Linked DNA regions of Xenopus laevis: region 1 is linked to region 2. Evidence: chromatin contacts called from public Hi-C data. All regions are on one chromosome and are shown on one strand. Each heading gives the region's core, a stretch centred on a gene start, on an enhancer-like site or on the middle of the called end of the contact. The rest is flanking DNA. Distances are from core to core; before and after follow the strand shown.

The links. A called contact is a pair of places that touch in the nucleus more often than the background predicts.
Region 1: a contact with region 2 is called in a Hi-C map of the XL177 cell line, with 3 times the contacts expected there. The contact joins the promoter of edn1.L here to the enhancer-like site in region 2.

What each region holds. Positions count from the first base shown.
Region 1 is chr6L:96,571,454-96,574,511 of Xenopus_laevis_v10.1, reverse strand. It overlaps edn1.L (endothelin 1 L homeolog), which reads right to left and starts at 1,254. Exons shown (of 5, transcript NM_001127799.1): 1 at 831-1,254. The coding sequence starts at 891.
Region 2 is chr6L:96,195,016-96,198,313 of Xenopus_laevis_v10.1, reverse strand. No RefSeq gene overlaps it. Among protein-coding and RNA genes, the nearest start is that of LOC108719136, 36 kb to the right of the region's middle. Within about 2 kb of position 1,328, at least 1 of the 7 cell types and tissues checked has an H3K27ac peak or open chromatin away from gene starts, as enhancers often do.

The DNA.
Region 1 (3,058 bases), core at 5-2,504, 380 kb before region 2:
CAATCTCACCTGTCTGCCTTAGCTATGTATGGCCTGTCCTTTCCTACAAGCTGGGACAAAGCCTAAGTCTCCAAAGCCTATTATTTCATTTCCCAATCCTCCCAGCTCTCGTTTTCTCTCCCATGTTCCCCTTCCCATAATAACCCGGTCCCTTTCCTATAATAATAATAATAATAACCCGAACTGCTTTAAGCTGCACCTGAACCTAGATAGCGCTGCCAAGTTGCTCGCACACATAGACGTCTTTCTCTCCAAAGAAATCATCGCTTTCTTCCATAACGACAAATTGTACGCTCTGCTCACACATCAAACTGGCAGCTACAATCTCTACTAAATCTGCGTTTCAGTGCAACTTGCTTTCCCTGCCAGTGCCCTCAGCTCAGGCGAGACCCTTGATAAATCCCTGGTCAGAGCGTAACCATTACATATATATTTCAGAAAATACCTGAAAAGCACTACAATACACATAAATTAGCATTATGCAACCTCCAAGTTGCCAGTTTACTCATAAACTGCCAGGGCTGATGCTGCTGATATTGGCTACCTGCCCATGTCTGAAACAAGGGATTTTATTTCCCCAGTAGAAGCAGAATTCAATTTCAGGCATTTCCCCATATGCAAACCCATGTCTGAATGATAAGGTTTAAATTAAAAAAAAAAAAATCTCCTAATATAAATGTGGCCGTTTCTGCTAAAATTCTCAGTTGCTGGATTAAATATCCAACCTCCAGGAGCTACTGGATGGCAAAAAAAAGTAGCCAAGTGTAATATTAGCCCCTAATAAATGATGAATATGAGCAGTAATGTAATGTAATGTAATGCAGCCCTACCTGTTGCACTGACTCCTTGCACAAGTACCACCAGCAGAGAAAAAATCATTTGTAGGTCCATAACGAAGCTGGAGAGGTTTCTTCTTCTTCTTAATAAAAATAATAAAAATAATTTCAATTTGTAAAAAATGCAGAAAAAACAATCCCCCAAAATGGTCAGTCTTGATCTCTAATTTCTCCTTTATTTAGAGGCGAATAAGAAAGAAAGTGAATGACAGCAGAAATGTGTCCAGTAAATATCTGTGAGAAATAAACGCAGTTAATGAAGAATCCAAAGTCCTTGGAGAGACGATCAGGAGCTGCTACTCCGAAGCAATAGTGCCAAAGTGATCATGCTGCGGCCAACTTGCCCTTATATTCAACCGCCATGGACTTTGTAAACAGCCTCAATTGATATTATTCCGAGACAATGTTATGGTGCTATTAGTCACCGGGAACAAACGTGCAGACTAAGATAAGGGCAGGCTGGAGAGGAAATCTCTGGCAACTTCAGAGAGGGAGACGCAGAAAAGCTCTCATAAAACGTGGGCGGAGCCAACGGAGAAATTCCCTCGGTTCTCCTGAGAAAAGCTTCGTCGTTCTGTGTTCCTGCCGCTAGAGGGGGCTGCGTATGCACGAAATGAAAACAAACGGCATTTCTCAGCGAGCTACAGAAGCTCTGGAGGTATTTTCAGTTCTTGCTTCACCTGCCAACTAAATCTCACTGCTACCTGGAAGAACTGCATAATTATGTGCTAATACTTCACGAGTCTCTTTTGTACGACTGCCAGAGCTAGTGTGTGTTTGTGTGCCTGGCTCTCATATATCTTCATTTGCACTGTGGCAGGCACGTAGAAATCTCATATTCATTCAGGTCTGGACTGAGAATGAAATTAGGCCCTGGCATTTTAGGTACACAGAGGCCCAAATAGAGGTCCACCAGCCCAATAAATAGAGACTGTCTATGGCCATTTATAGCAGCCCCTCTGGCATTTGCCAGAACCCACAAATTGCCAGTCCAGGCCTGTACTCATTTCAGAAAGAAGCCACTAGCTTGTTGCTGGAAAAGCTCATTATCTTTTCACATGGCACAGATGGCTGCACATTGTATATATGGTAGGGTTGCCACCTGGCCGGTATTTTACAGGCATGGCCAGTAAAAATGATGGTTCATCACAATGTTATTAATAGGGAAAAAAGCAAAATATATAGGAAGGCCAGGTTTTTTTTCCAGAAAAGGTGGCAACCCTAATATTCGGGCATGAGAACTGTTATCCAGAATGCTCTGGACATGGGGTTTTCCGAATAATGAATCTTTCCCTAATTTGGATCTTCATACCTTAAGTCTCCTAAAAAATAATTCAAAATGATTGCTTTGCCTCATGTAAGGATTAATGATACCTAAACGTTAGACTAGTCCAGTACCTACTGACTATGCCTTACCTTGTGCACTTTTTAATCTCCAATTGTGCTTGTATGTTAGCCTCCCATCCACTAAAGCTGGCCATACACAGGCCGATAAATGCTGCCGACAGACAGACAGGCTTCTCCGATCGATATATGGCCGAAAGTCAACCTGATGTCGATGGGGCAAGGATAAAAATCCCATCGGAACGCAGACCGCATCTGTTTGTTGATGTGGTCCTGTGATCAGACTGGCAGAATTGCTTTATTTATGATCCATTCATTGGGCCCTAGGGCCCACGATCGGATCAACCCGATATTGCCCACCTTGAAGGTGGGCATATATCAGGGAGAGATCTGCTCGTTGGTGAAATCACCAAATGAGCAGATCTCTATGTGTATGGTCACCGTTAGACTGTAAGCTCTACGGGGCAGGGACCTTCTTCCCACTGTGTCTCTTACCACATAGCACTTAAGCTCTTTTAACAGCGCTTTATAAATAAACGCATACATACATACGTGGTACCTTTGTTTGGATCAGGTACAAGGTACTGTTCCTTAATTACAGAGAAAAAGGAAATCATTATTAAAAATTTGAATAATTTGATTAAAATGCAGTCTATGGGAGATAGGCTTTCTGTATTCTGAATAACAGATCCCAAACCTTGACTACATTTTCATTGTTTCTCTTTACATTTGACCCAAGCAGAGCAGAAAAGTTAGTGGTGCAAATGAAAGATAGGAATCATTTTAGGGCCCCCTAAACTGTGGGCGCAAAACATTTTTTTTTTTTTTTTACAAAACTGCTTATCAATCAGTGCCCTATACTGGAATCCCTATACTTT
Region 2 (3,298 bases), core at 79-2,578:
GCCTATTTTAATTCTCAGTCCGGACCTGGTGGGAAGGCATTTCAGGGAGATTAGTCGTCTGCAGTAGAAAAGATTTGTCATTGGTTGACTAATCTCCCTGTCTGCCACCACCGTAAAGGTGGCCATAGACACAGATCCTATCGTACGAATCGAGGATTCATACGATTTTCAGATCGTGTGCCGACATCTTTCGGTCAGGTTTGATTTTGACCCAACCGATCCCACCGGAGCCTACAGCACATCGTAATCAGACCGTTTCGGCCCTACGGCCGAACAATCAGATTACCCCCGATATAGCCATGCTCATTAATGGCATATCGGGGAAAGATCGGCTCGTTTGGTGATGTTGCCAAACGAGCCGATCTTTGTGTCTATGGCCACCTTTAAAGTGGACCCCTTCAACAATTCCCCCTCCTCAGCTGCACCAAATGCTTCTATAACTGGTCTGAGAAAGCAGAGTATTGCAGAGTAGATCAAAGATTGTGATTAAAACAATAGGAAAAAATATGTTCTGTACAGGGTATATAATGGATCTTTCTGTAAGTTGGATCTTCATACCTTAATTCTACTAGAAAATCATGTAAACATGAAATGTACCCAATAGCCTGGTTTTGCTTCCAATAAGGATTAATTATATCTTAGTTTGTATCAAGTATGAGGTACTGTTTTATTATTACAGAGAAAGAGGAAATCATTTATTAAAATGTGGATTATTTGGAAAAAATGGAGTCTATGGGCCTCTCTTTGGAGCTTTCTGGATCTTTATTTATTAAACTCATGCTGAACAAGTGGGGCTACTGCAGCTTTAAAGAGAACTAACTCTCCCATGGCCCCTTTTTCAACAGTCCCCCCCTGGACAACAGCCCCTCCAACTGCATAAAATGCTCCCCTATTGGCTGCCACCGTTGCCCTGTAATTGGTGTGAGAAGGCAGAGCTGTGCACTAGAAATCAGGACTTCCTCAGCGATCAATACGGGGGATTAGGCTCCCCAGATTTGATGTGGCCAGACATGGCTTTCAACAACCCCACTGCGCTCCTGAGCTATCTCAGGCCATGGGCAGACAATGAGGGAGCATTGACTATGGTTGGAGAAGGGGATCCTTTACAGGTGGGTATTGTACACTACTTTAGGCGAATTTATGCATGCATGGGTCAACTCTGGCTGACAACTCAGTCTGGAGTCCCAGCACAAAGCCAAAATGAGAGCGTGTCTGAGAAATATCAGAAAAAGAGTCGGAATTTGCCCCACTTGCGATTCAGGTCTTGGCTTCTAAGCCAAAGAAACAGGAGCTCTTTTCCATAATAGATGCCTCCCTCAACAAGCATTGCTTTTGGGCTATTTGTTGTTGATAGTGTCTGCATGCTTTTGTCAGGAAGTCAGGAACAAAGCCTTGCTTTTGTGAGGTAATTAGTTTTGAAAACTAATTGCTGACTGCTGCACATGACCCATGACGTTTCTACACTGAAACTTCAGGCAAAGTGTTGTTTTCTTCCTTTCATAGTCATTCGTCACTCATCAACATATCCAGAGTATGTGTCTCCCCCAAGCATTTGTTTATTTGCCTAACGGCCATATCCTGAATGGTGTACTTCTGACTTACGCTCTTACACACTGCAGCTGGATAGGCATCCATTCACCTCTCTCTTCCTACATGACATATTGTAGTATTCCGCATAAATACTGGAATTTCCAAAAAAAATGCATCAGTGGCTCAAATTCTAAATATAAAAAATATCTCTTATCAAAATTTGGCCTTGATAGGAATGTGTTCTTTTGATCACAGTGTATTACAATACAGGTTCTGTTATCTGGAAACCTTTTATCCAGAGAGTTCCGAATAAAGGAATGGCCGTCTCCCATAGACTCATTTTATCCAAATAATCCAAATTTTTGTAACAATAAAACAGTACCTTGTACTAAGATATTATTAATCCTTATTGGATGTAAAGCCAGGCTATTGGGTTTATTTCATGTTTACATGATTTTCTAGTAGTAAAAGAAAGATTCATTATCCAGAAAACCCCAGGTCCCGGTCATTCTGGATAACAGGTCCCATACCTGTATAGGATTCATTATCCAGAAACCCTTTATCCAGAAAGCACTGAATTGCCGGAAAGCCATCTCCCATAGGGGTAAATTTACTTACCTGCGAAAATTCGCCATTGCTGGCTTCGCACACATCGCAACACTTCGTCAGGTGTAAATTTGCCTGGACAACACTAATTCACGAAGATCCGAAGTTGCGCACAGGGTACCGAACGCTTTCAAAGTTGTGCTACCGAAAATACGATCAGTAGTTCAAAGTTACGCTAGCGTTGGCTAACTTGCATACAGCGTACAGTTAAAGTATAATGGACGTATATGTTGCAGCAAATACATTACACTACACAAGGCCAGGGAACCTTGATAAAATTATATAGAGTTGTTAAAATGCCCTACACATGTGCCCACAGTATAGTTTAGGTGCCATATGTTATCAAATGTAGAGGGGAAGGAGGGTACCCCCCAAAAAAACTTTGCCTGGTCTGAGGTGGCAAAGGCAAGTCTGGCGCAAGAGGTAACGTCCAGGAAAATCCGCATCTTAGTGAATTAGCGTAGTTACGTCCACTCGCCAGTGCGAAAATTCGCCTGGCGTTAGATTGCGTAGCACTAGAGTCTATCTCCTTCGCTAGCTAAGTGGCAAAATGACGAATTTCCGCCGGCGTTAGCCACTTCGCCCTTTAGTAAATTTGCCCCATAGACTCAATTTTAATCGTATAATTCAAGTTATTAAAAATTCTTACCTTTTTCTCTGTCATAACAGGACAGTACAGGTATTTGATCATAACTAAGACATAAATCTTGATGAATTGGAGGCAAGACAGTACTCTTGGGTTTATTTAATCTTTAAATGATTTTTAGGGGGATCCAATTACAGAGAAATCCTATATCTGGAAACTACAGGTCCCGAGAATTCTGGATAATAGGTTCCATACCTGTACTACATTAATAATTCATTTACTAGTAAACGTATCAGCATCAGCTCATAAGATAATTAGGGTTTTTATAGATACAAATATAGTAGTAAAAGTCACTCGGCTCTAGGTCCTAAAGTTCAAAGAACAGCACATTATTAAGCCATGCTTCTACTCACTAGGCTTTAAATGAGGCCCCCAATGTGCTTGGACCCCTAATAAAACCAACCCCCTGTAGCTTGAAAAACATTGCTCTTTCTAAGATTTAGATGTGTTTTCTATGATCCTGAGTCCAGGGATTAAATTATATTAAATGCTGTGGAAGACACAACAAAGGCTAAA